Regions from separate parts of the Mus musculus genome. Here all the other regions are linked to region 2. A link is a contact called in public HiChIP or PLAC-seq and promoter capture Hi-C data. All regions are on one chromosome and are shown on one strand. Each heading gives the region's core, a stretch centred on a gene start, on an enhancer-like site or on the middle of the called end of the contact. The rest is flanking DNA. Distances are from core to core; before and after follow the strand shown.

What was found. HiChIP or PLAC-seq counts read pairs in DNA pulled down with a chosen protein or histone mark. Capture Hi-C pulls out chosen DNA fragments and counts their contacts.
Region 1: a promoter capture Hi-C map of liver shows a contact between it and region 2. The contact joins the promoter of Stk11ip here to the promoter of Cdk5r2 in region 2. A contact is called at or near these places in 3 of 115 datasets of contacts at active chromatin or transcription factors (bone marrow-derived macrophages, embryonic stem cells and regulatory T cell precursor) and 1 of 9 other capture datasets (liver).
Region 3: a contact with region 2 is called in an H3K27ac HiChIP or PLAC-seq map of embryonic stem cells, with 2.1 times the contacts expected there. The contact joins the promoter of Gmppa here to the promoter of Cdk5r2 in region 2. A contact is called at or near these places in 1 of 39 promoter capture datasets (liver), 1 of 484 Hi-C or Micro-C datasets (embryonic stem cells) and 2 of 115 datasets of contacts at active chromatin or transcription factors (both in embryonic stem cells).

The regions. Positions count from the first base shown.
Region 1 is chr1:75,519,776-75,523,330 of GRCm38.p6, forward strand. It overlaps Stk11ip (serine/threonine kinase 11 interacting protein), which reads left to right and starts at 1,754. Exons shown (of 25, transcript NM_027886.3): 1 at 1,754-1,867; 2 at 1,989-2,074. The coding sequence starts at 2,014.
Region 2 is chr1:74,853,097-74,856,666 of GRCm38.p6, forward strand. It overlaps Cdk5r2 (cyclin-dependent kinase 5, regulatory subunit 2 (p39)), which reads left to right and starts at 1,933. Exons shown (of 1, transcript NM_009872.3): 1 at 1,933-3,570. The coding sequence starts at 2,002. The coding sequence ends at 3,111. It overlaps Gm16582 (predicted gene 16582), which reads left to right. Exons shown (of 4, transcript NR_151618.1): 2 at 1,247-1,419.
Region 3 is chr1:75,433,613-75,437,332 of GRCm38.p6, forward strand. Gmppa (GDP-mannose pyrophosphorylase A) reads left to right here and starts at 2,324. Exons shown (of 13, transcript NM_001357170.1): 1 at 2,324-2,700; 2 at 3,166-3,226; 3 at 3,325-3,422. The coding sequence starts at 3,187.

The DNA.
Region 1 (3,555 bases), core at 504-3,003, 670 kb after region 2:
TGCAAGCCAAGGACAGAAAGGGGAGTGGGCCTCTCAGGGAGGAGGACAGGCCTCGGCTGTTTACTCTCTTGCTGCTTCTTTAGCTTAGCTTTCCCCTCCCCAATACAGTTTTGTTTTCTTTGATTTTTCTCTCGTTCACTTATCTGGAAGCTCGGTAGTGTAGGACAAACCTGAGTAGAGAGAGGGGCTACCCATGTGAATGGAGGATTTTCACACAATAACTGTGGACCACGGAAGCCAGGCCAAAAAGCAAAGGTTTCAAGGCACCACATCAGGATATCAAAAGAATGAGTTTTTGTTTTTTGTTTCTTTTTCTGCCTATGAGAATTTGGCTTGATACAGTTGACTTGATTGTTATGGCTCCTCCCCCATGGCCAGCTTCAGGTGATCGATAAACAAGGACTGACAGTTGCTATGTAATGGATTATCAATTGCACAAAATGTCCCAGATCCATGAGACGGTATATAGGAAGTTTGTTCAGGCTAGAGAAGCCTTCCACCACCTCTAAAACTGACTGACTCCAACTCTACTCTTTAGATTTTTCATTAAAAGCAAACACTTGCATGTATGAATGTTTTGCCTGAATGCCTCTACACCATGCATGTGCTGTGCCCATGGAGATGAGAAGAGATTGTACAACCACCTGGAACTGGAGTTACAGATGGCTGTGGGCCGCCATGTGGGTACTGGGACTTGAACCCATGTCCTCTGGAAGCCTAGCCAGTGCTCTAATTCACTGAGCCATCTCTTCAGTCCTACACTTCATGTTTAACTTTCTTGTGTTAGAAAGGATTGTTTCATAAAAGACATTCCCCTCCCAAGCCTAGCTAGTCACTCCATCCTAAGAAATGTTTTCATAATGTAGACCAGAAGTTGATGTCAACTGCCAGACCAAGAGCCAGGGTAAAAACTACAGTGGTGCTGGGTGGTGGTGGCGGCGCACGCCTTTAATCCCAGCACTTGGGAGGCAGAGGCAGCCTGGTTTACAGAGTTTCAGGGCAGCCAGGGCTACACAGAGAAACCCTATCTTGAAAAAAAAAAAAAAAGCTACAGTGCCAATTTGGAAGTAGAAAACTCAACAGTCTTGCTTTTGTTAATTATTGATATATTTTATTTTCAAATTTAGGAAAACCACTTTTAGTTAGGTGTACTGAGCTGTAAATACAGTTAAAAACAAAACAAAACAAATACAGGTTCAGGTCATTACCAGTGACTAATTTTTGTTTTTGAGATAGGATCCCACTATGCAGCCCTGGCTAGCCTGGAACTCACTATTTAGAGCTGGCTGGTCTTGAACTCACTGAGACCCTCCTGCCTCTGCTTCCAGAGCTCTGAAATCAGAGACCAGGGACCAATTTGAGAGTGTGCTAAACCCTAAGGAAAAATAAGTCTAGAGACTGAGGACTATGACAGCAAAGGGGGTTTGAGAGTGGCATCCCTGCCAGCCTTAGCCCTTCTGGCTGATATAAAAGAACTTCGCAAGGACAGGACAGCTATGTAACTGGAAGATCAGTATTTGTTTTGGATGAGTTCTTTTCCTTCTAATACAAGATCCCATTTCTCCAAGCTCTGCTTCCCCGCCCAGTCTGCAAACAAGAGTCAGGTTTCTCTCTCTGCCGAAGGGGCCACCCAGAGCCGAGCTAGACCTGGGGCCCCGTTAGGGGCTTAATCCCGGCTAGTTCCGTCCTACTGACACATCGGCTCGCCCAGGGCGTGGCTTCCGGTAGCGAAGGCATGCTTTCCGGTAGGTCCTTTGCCTTCCGGGGCGGGACTTCCTGCCCTAAAAGAGCCCGGCTGCCAAAGTGATTGGAGTGCGAATTACGCGGGCCCATGGGCTCCCGAGGCCCAATGCTTTTTGGAAAAGGGGTCAGAGAGATCGTTCTTTTTAGCTGATGCTTACTTTTTACATTGCGCGACGCCTCCATTTGCACGAAAGCTCTGGGCTTTTGTTGCCCACCTGAGGCTCTTCCGCTTCCCCTTTCCCCAGGCTCCGCCCCCAGCGTCCCGTGGCTATGACGACCGCTCCGCGGGATTCAGTAGTGTGGAAGCTGGCGGGACTTTTGCGGGAGTCGGGTGAGTGGACTTCTGGCTTATTTGGTTGGGAGTTCTAGGTGTGTTCGATACTGTCCAGAAACGCCGGGAATCACCGAGTCATTGCCGGCGGGGTCACGAGGTGCCGGCGTCTTCTGGGTGTGTTCCTTGTGACGCGTTGTTTACAGTCATGCCTTTGACAGTCTAAACTCTATCCATCTCTCATAGCACTTAACTCTCCAGAGGAAAGGGATCATTAATAGATTAAACACTTGCAGACAAGAACATAATCACTTGTACCGAAAGCCAAGTATAAGCACCTTAGACACCAGAGATTTGGAGACCCACATAGGTTAGTCCCAACCCTCTATCAGACTTGGATAAGTTTTTAGACCCTCAGTATTCTTCTCAGATAGGTTAGCATAGGGATTGTATTGAACGCAAAAGATAGCGGGATTTTAGTTAGCTTATTTAGTGCAGTGCATGCATGCATAATAAGTGTTCAAAAGATAGTGTTACTATAGTTGCTGCCCCAGTGCCTGGGCATGGCAAAGATCACTGTGTTGTTTGGTTTTTGTTTTTTTTTTTGTTTTGTTTTGTTTTTTTGTTTTGTTTTTTTTTTTTTTTTGAGACAGGGTTTCTCTGTGTAGTCCTGGCTGTCCTGGAACTCACTTTGTAGACCAGGCTGGCCTCGAACTCAGAAATCCGCCTGCCTCTGCCTCCCAAGTGCTGGGATTAAAGGCATGTGCCACCACGCCTGGCACTATGTTGTTTGTTATGTGGTTGCCATCATCAGCTAAATGATCACAATCATGATTCTTTGAGAGCTGGGGATATAGTTCAGTAGCAGAGCATATGTTTAGCATGTACAAAACTTTGACTTATAATCCCTAGCATCCTCCCCACACACACAGAAAGGAGAGATTCTTCTTTGAGCCCCGGCTTTCCTATCTGTAAGGTGGGGTTAATGGATGTCTTTAGGAGATAAGGATGAGATCTAGATGAAGCAGCTGTCATTTGGAATGTGTGACCTCGATGGCATTAGTGCTCCATATCTATATACTCCCACCATGGCATCCTTGGAGTCTCTTGATGGCAGTTCATTTTCTGGTTTGTGTTAATAATTACTCCCATGCTGTGCCTTTTCTAGACTTCCAGGGGACACCTTGAATTATGTGCATGTCTATACTCAGTGTCTAGTACATAGAAAAATCTCTTTGTAAGGCTGTAAGATTTATTATTCAGCAAAGATCTGACTTGGCTCCCAGGCTCGGAATCGTAGAGTTCATATATGATTGTGGGGATGGAATCACTTTGTGTCTTGATTATGGTGGTGGTTGTCATAATCTACACTAACAGAATAGAACTGACACTATATTTTATCAACACCTAATTTCCTGGTTTTGATAATTGTACTATAATTCTGTAAGTCAATTTGGGGGAAGCTGAGTGAAGGGTGTGGGAGATCTCTGCTATTTCTTGGTATCCCAAGCCAGCCTTGAAATTATGATCTTTCTGCTTTA
Region 2 (3,570 bases), core at 683-3,182:
GGCAGGAGGAAAAGAACTGACTCCCCAGACATGCTGTGACAAGCACATGCATCTCTCCTATTATAAATAAACAAGCAAACAAACAACTTTCTAACTATATGTGACCATGGTTGCCACGAAGGGAGAAGATTTGAGGAAGCCAGACCTCAGCTCCCGGGAAGGGGTGTGTGAGCTGTGATTGTGAAACTGCAGAGAAAAGCTGGAGCCTCTGTTGCTGTGAGCTGAAACCCAAGGGGATTCTGGAACAGAATGCGCATAGTGAAACACATACAGAGAGAGGAAAGTGGGCGCACACTGATTCTGACAGCAGTGGACCTTTGGTGCTGTGCTGGGTCTGGCAGAAATGGAGGCAGGCCTGGTGGTGCTTATAATCCCAGGATCTGGGAGGCTGAAGAAGGATGGAAGCCAGCTTGAATGTGACACCACACACACACACACACACACACACACACACACACACACAGAGAGAGAGAGAGAGAGAGAGAGAGAGAGAGAGAGAGAGAGAGACAGGCAGACAGGCAGACAGACAGACAGGCATACAGAGACACAGAGACTGAGATCCAAGAACAATTCTAAGAATTGTTACAGAATGGATAGTTACCTCTCTGCCCACCAAACCAAACCCCCACACCAATGCCTAAGGTTCACTAAGACTCCTGGAAGGGAAGCCACAGACAGCAGACTGGAGGGTCCTACAAGACACACTGAAGTGGCCCAGGACAAGCGGTTCTCACAACCTGCCGATAAGGCTCAAAGTCTGGGATCAAGGCCTATGTGGTCCGTAGCAGGAATGGAGGGGTCCAGAGAAACCGGCAGCTCCCAGTATAATAGCTGGCAGCTGGAGTGGGAACAGCTAGAGTCTGAGCACAAGGAAGCTGTCTACTGGTTAAAATCCATCTCAACTAGGACCCCGGATCTTGACTGGAAGTTGAGCCAACCGATTTCCACACAGTAGACCCCAGACTGGGGCCTTCAACTAAACCAATTTCCAGAGTTCCCTGGAGTCCAACCATCCATCACGCATGCAAGGGTGAGATGAATGTGTTGTTGGGACAACCAATCAAAAATGAGCTGTCCAGGGGTCAGAGTCAGAAGCAGGGAATCAAGTACAGACTCATTAGGTTGTCTTTAGACTTCCCCCTGTTCCTGCTCCGTGAAGCAAAGACACACATCCTTCCCTCTGCCAAGGAGAAAGGGTGCATTTGCTCGGTTGCTCAGAGTCTCACACACTAGCATTCTCTTACAGATCAGGAATGAGCCTGCAGCAGTCTCCTCCACCCCACCCTACCCCCGTCCCCAAGGGGGGGGGGGCGATGAAGAGGATAGCAAGCGGACATCCAGATGGGCGAAGCCGGAAGGTGCAACTGGGGTGTCTCGATGAGGGCAAGCTGCCATATTGCCCACTAAACAAACTCAAAGGTGAGCGAATGATAGGCTGTTCCCATGGCTTCTATACTGCGGCTTGGACCCAGTGTATCACAGTGTATCAAAACATTCAGACCCATGGTCTTGGGATCTGGAGGAAGAGATGGGAAGGACCATTTTCACCTCACTTCAACCCCCTGCTCAGCCAGAAAAAGAGACCTCAGAATCACACACACCCCCTCTCTCCTTTTCCTCCTTTCCCCCCTTTTCCCCCTTTGGGAAAAGGTAAGGGACTGAAGACTCCAGGCGGTGGGTAAGGCGGTACAGTAGATTAGTATGCAACATCCTATTGGTTAGAGGAGCTGCCGATCAAAGAAAACTAGAGTCAGGATTGGCTGCGTGAGGCGGGGCGCGGCGTGGCGAAAGAAGGGGCCCAAGGGGTGGGGCTGACGCTGCAGCTGGCGCAGCTTCGGCTCAGAGCAGCCGCCGCGGCGCAGCAGAGCGGCTCCATCCCCCGCCCGTCCGCGCGCCCGGGCCGGGGCTAGGCCCCCCACCGCCGGGTCCCCCGGGGCTGCAGCAGCAGCGGCGCCGCCCGCGGTTCCCGCTGGGGCCCGGGCGCCGGCCCCGCTCTGCAGGATGGGCACGGTGCTGTCGCTTTCCCCTGCTTCCTCGGCCAAGGGCCGGAGGCCGGGAGGGCTGCCGGAGGAGAAAAAGAAGGCGCCGCCCGCGGGGGACGAGGCGCTGGGGGGCTACGGCGCGCCGCCGGCCGGCAAGGGCGGCAAAGGCGAGAGCCGGCTCAAACGGCCGTCCGTGCTCATCTCGGCGCTCACCTGGAAGCGCCTAGTGGCAGCCTCGGCCAAGAAGAAGAAAGGCAGCAAAAAGGTGACGCCCAAGCCAGCGTCCACCGGTCCCGACCCTCTGGTCCAGCAACGCAACCGCGAGAACCTTCTCCGCAAGGGCCGCGACGGCCCCGACGGTGGCGGAACAGCCAAGCCCCTGGCCGTGCCGGTGCCCACGGTGCCCACGACCGCTGCCACCTGCGAGCCCCCGTCGGGGGGCAGCGCAGCCGCCCCTCCACCAGGCTCAGGCGGGGGAAAGCCGCCGCCGCCGCCACCCCCAGCCCCGCAGGCGGCACCGCCGGCGCCCGGAGGCTCGCCGCGGCGGGTCATCGTGCAGGCGTCTACCGGCGAGCTGCTCCGCTGCCTCGGCGACTTCGTGTGCCGACGCTGCTACCGCCTCAAGGAGCTGAGCCCCGGCGAGCTGGTGGGCTGGTTCCGCGGCGTGGACCGCTCGCTGCTGCTGCAGGGCTGGCAAGACCAGGCCTTCATTACCCCCGCCAACCTGGTGTTCGTGTACCTGCTGTGCCGGGAGTCGCTTCGTGGGGACGAGCTGGCGTCGGCCGCGGAACTGCAGGCCGCCTTCCTCACCTGCCTCTACCTCGCCTACTCCTACATGGGCAACGAGATCTCCTACCCGCTCAAGCCGTTCCTCGTGGAGCCCGACAAGGAGCGCTTCTGGCAGCGCTGCCTGCGCCTCATCCAGCGGCTCAGCCCGCAGATGCTGCGACTCAACGCCGACCCCCACTTCTTCACGCAAGTCTTTCAAGACCTCAAGAACGAGGGCGAGGCCGCGGCGAGCACCGGGGGTCCACCGAGCGGAAGCAGCGCGTCCACCACCTCCTCCTCGAGCGCCAGGGACAGCTGCGCGACCGGAGCCAAGCACTGGACTATGAACTTGGACCGCTAGGGATTCCCAGGGGCCGCGCCCGCCCCCCGCCCCAGCCCCTCACACACACCCGGAAACCCCGGGACCATCAAGCCACCGTCGCTATTACCGCTGCTCTATGCCCAGGCTGGGCCGAGGAGGAGCCGCCCCTGCCCCACAGGGGAAGGTGGAGGCTAGGACGCCAGAGGCCGCGGTGTCTGGATTTACTGGGCGTGGGGTGGGCGTGGGGGATGATCGCGGGAAGTGCACCCCCAACTTCGTTCACCCTTTCCGTCTGTCTGCGCCTCCATCTTTCCATTTCTGCCCTGGTCTCCCTCTTTCCTGCTGTGGGCATCTCAAAGTCCACCACCCTGGGTTTTGTCCAGTCCCTCACCTTTCTGTGTCTTCGTCTTACCTCCTGTCTGCAGCCCCCGCCCCCGCCCCCGCCTGTCCATTGGCATTCCCTGGGCTTTACCCTTTTCTACCTTACCCCGAGCCTGA
Region 3 (3,720 bases), core at 1,074-3,573, 580 kb after region 2:
GCCCCTATGCACAAGGGTATGCCCTCAAAGGACTTCAGCAGACCTAGAGGTTGGGGAGTCAATTATAATGTTAACCTTCAAGGGTGGTAATGACCATCCAGACCCTGTTCTGTCACAAAGATGGAAGAGAGGCACTGGGAAAACAGTGCAGGGGTTACCTCTTCCAATTTCCAGGTTAGGTGTCTAGTGGGATAAGGGAAAGGGGCAGAGATGGTGTGCTGGCAGACTGCACAGAGAGCAGGCCTCAGTTCTATTATGAGAGTTCTGAATACTGACCCAGCCTGGAAGGATGGGGGTGTTTCAGAAGGAACTGAAAGAGAAGGGTCTGCCTTGGCTTCTGAAGGACAAAGTTCTGGCAAAGGCAGTGTAGCCAAGCTGACGTAATGAATCTCAACTTTCCTGGACCTGTTTATCTGCTGGAGTTAGGATGCAAGGAGCTGTGCTATAGGCCTAAGTAGTACTGTCTCCAAGGATCCAGAGGTAGTGGTGGCTCTGGGAGTGCAAGATACTGATAACTGGCCATCTGGACCAGTATAGAGCATCAACGATGCCAACCAGTGCTCAGATTCCATGGGCATCCTTATGGAAGGCTCATGTGCTCTAGGTTCAGAACAGCGTCACCCTGTGGGCATCTGCAGTGGTAGTGTCCAGGCGGGAGTGCATTTGTAGCTGGGCCTAGTCCAGACCGAGTGAGGAGGAACCCACCCTCCACACTGACTGGAGGGCATGACAAGCCTAGCAATTTCCTCCCTTCCTTCAGGTCCTGATCCCACCCAGACTGAGAAGTCAGCCCGGGGCTCCCATCCTAGGATTCTAGGACCCAAGGTCACAGTGTGCGTGCGCCAGGATTTAAAATCTAGTTTTCTGGCTCCCAACCCAGGGCGCTTTCCTTACACAGAGCTGTCTCCGAAGCACTTGTGAGAGCTGTATCTCTTTTGATCTTCTACTTGACCCAGAGAAAAAGGGACAGGGATAAGTCCTGTTTAATAACGAAAGAGATAAAATGTAAAGGCTAGTCATCTGTCCAATAACATACTGTGAATTCAAATGCATCGTGTGGAGTTAGGGCCAGATATTCCTCATCTCATGGTGATGCTCGTGTCCTATGGTCAGGTTCCCCTGTCCTTTGTTGAGTCCATGCTAAGATATAAAAGGGACCTCAAAGACGCCATGGCAGCACTGACTGCCCACTCCATGTCTGCCAGACCAAGCACGGGTAGGACATTGAGGACCACGACAGGGAGGTCTAGGATCTGCAGCTAAGGCAGGGCTGAGACTGGGACCTGTGTAGTATTGTTCCCAGAAACTGGACTGCAAAGAATGAGCTTTATAATTAACGCTCATTACACACACAGATAAACTGACCCACAGATCTGCCCTCCGTCTCTCCACACCTTCCCCAGGGTGTAGAGATTGGTCCTAACACCACCAGCGCCTTACCATTCCCCAGGACTACCCCAGGACATGGCCCAAGGCTTCCTCAGGTGGACATGGCTTGAAAGGGACCATCAGACCTTTTTACCCTGGCTGCGATCCCAGGTGCTGGTGGGATCCAAACCCTCTTCTGCCTTGCTTAATAAAACTGCTTTCCTGGCTGGAGAGATGGCTCAGTGGTTAAGAGCACCGACTGCTCTTCTGAAGGTCCTGAGTTCAAATCCCAGCAACCACATAGTGGCTCACAACCATTCGTTAATGAGGTCTAACGCCCTCTTCTGGTGCATCTGAAGACAGCTACAGTGTACTTAGATATAATCTAAAAAACAAAAATAAAACAAAATTGCTTTCCTTCTGATCCTCCTCGTGCTTGTTTGTTTTGTTTTCCATCGCCATTTCCTCTCCCTGCCTGCCCCCCCCCCCATATTTATTCCAAGACCCACAGGCCAAGGTCACAGAATGTTGGAGTCACTAGGAAATCTGGAAAGCTCATTTTACAGGTAGTAGTCATCCGGAATAGGATTTCTCTCAGTGTCAAATTTCTCAGCTGGACAAATTTTGGAACTGTGATTGCTCCTTTTCTTTTGCTCAGTCTAGGCTCAGCCCCTCCAGGCTGTTCCAAAGCTGGCCACCCAGGGGATTGTCCTGTGACTTAGTGCTCCGCTGCCCCTGAGCCCATACTGGAAAAGCTTAGGTCTCAATCTCAAGTTTCCAGGCCTAACTTCTTAGCCCCCATCCTTACTCCTCTCTCTCCTCAGTTAAGCCTTGTCCTACGGTGACTTGACGGAACGCACCAGGTTTCCAGCACGTTTCCCAAGTGTCTTATTGGAGTTGGAGAGAGAACGTTTTCAAAACTACAATTCCCAGCAGCCCCCGCGAAAGAGCTCTCGCGGGTTGTAAGGAGACACGTACGCGGAAGGAGCAAGCAGTGGCAGGCGGCAGAGCTGGCGTAAAGGGAGCTAGTGGTAAAAGGATCTACATGGTGGAGGGGGTGGTGGGCAGGGTAAGGTGTAGCAGACGGACCCTGGACGTAGGGAGGGCTCACAGGGCCTGTCTTTCTCTCCTCATGCCCACGCTTGTGTTGGTTCTATAACCAATGGCTACGAGAAACTGACGTCTATTGGACTGACTCAGTTGTGGGGTCCAGGTCAGCAATCAATCTTTGGAATCCAGAGATTCCGCACCAGTGGTCGGTATGCGCACGGCTGGAGTAGTAGGCTCAGCGTTTGACATGTCAACGGAACCTGTCTTTTGATTCGAGCACATGTAGGTAGTTGTAGAATTCACAGTCAGCACCTAGAGGTGTTAGGGTTGGTGCTCATCAAATGCAGATTGATGTTAGTTCTGTACTTGGGGCGCATTCATAGGATTAAAATTAAATACCCAGAGCTCACTCAAGGTTTGTGGTTCCATATTCACCGCTGGGATTCGGAGTTGAACAGCTAGAAGGAGGAAGCAGTCATTTGCAAGGCACTGGGACTAGAGGTTTCAGGGTTTTGAGATCTGGGGTCAGAGAAGGGGGTCCGTTGAGTACCCGTGTTTACATAATTTGTTCACGGCCAAAGAGAAGTCATTAGAGATAAAAGGGAGGGCTGCAGGGTTTTGAAGCCATCTGAGTTCTGGATTGGGATGAATTTCGTGATTGTGTGCCCAAGGAGGGACTATACTGAACTTTTGTGTTTACATCCTAGGAAAGGACTATGTGTTGTAATTATTCTGTTGTGGTTTGAGGTTTAGGTAATAGCGCTCATCATGCTCAAAGCTGTGATTCTCATTGGAGGCCCCCAGAAGGGTGAGGAGATGGGGGACAGGGGAGCGGGTAGGCTGGAGAGGTCGGTGGGGTTGGGACACAAGGAAATAGGAAGCTAAAACGTTCTCCTGTCCTCTCAGGGACTCGCTTCAGGCCTTTGTCTTTTGAGGTGCCCAAACCTCTGTTTCCTGTGGCAGGCGTTCCCATGATCCAGCACCATATAGAAGCCTGTGCCCAGGTAACCCCACACTTCCTGCCCCTCTCCTTCATGGTGTGTGTCTGTCTTCCATTTCCCAGCTGCCATCTTTTCCCACCAACTACGGCTCCACGGGCTGCCATTCACAGGCGTCTGAGCACTGCTTTGGGCAGCCAGTCCTGGTGACTTCCCTGCCTCTTGCTGCTGCTCAGATTTCACACTTAGTTTTACAGTATGGAATGTGAAGCCAGGCAGGGATCTTAAAGAATAAGCTAGAGCCATAGCAGGGGGAATCAGTGATAAAGCGCAGAGCACCTATGCTGTAGCTCCTTTTCTTTAT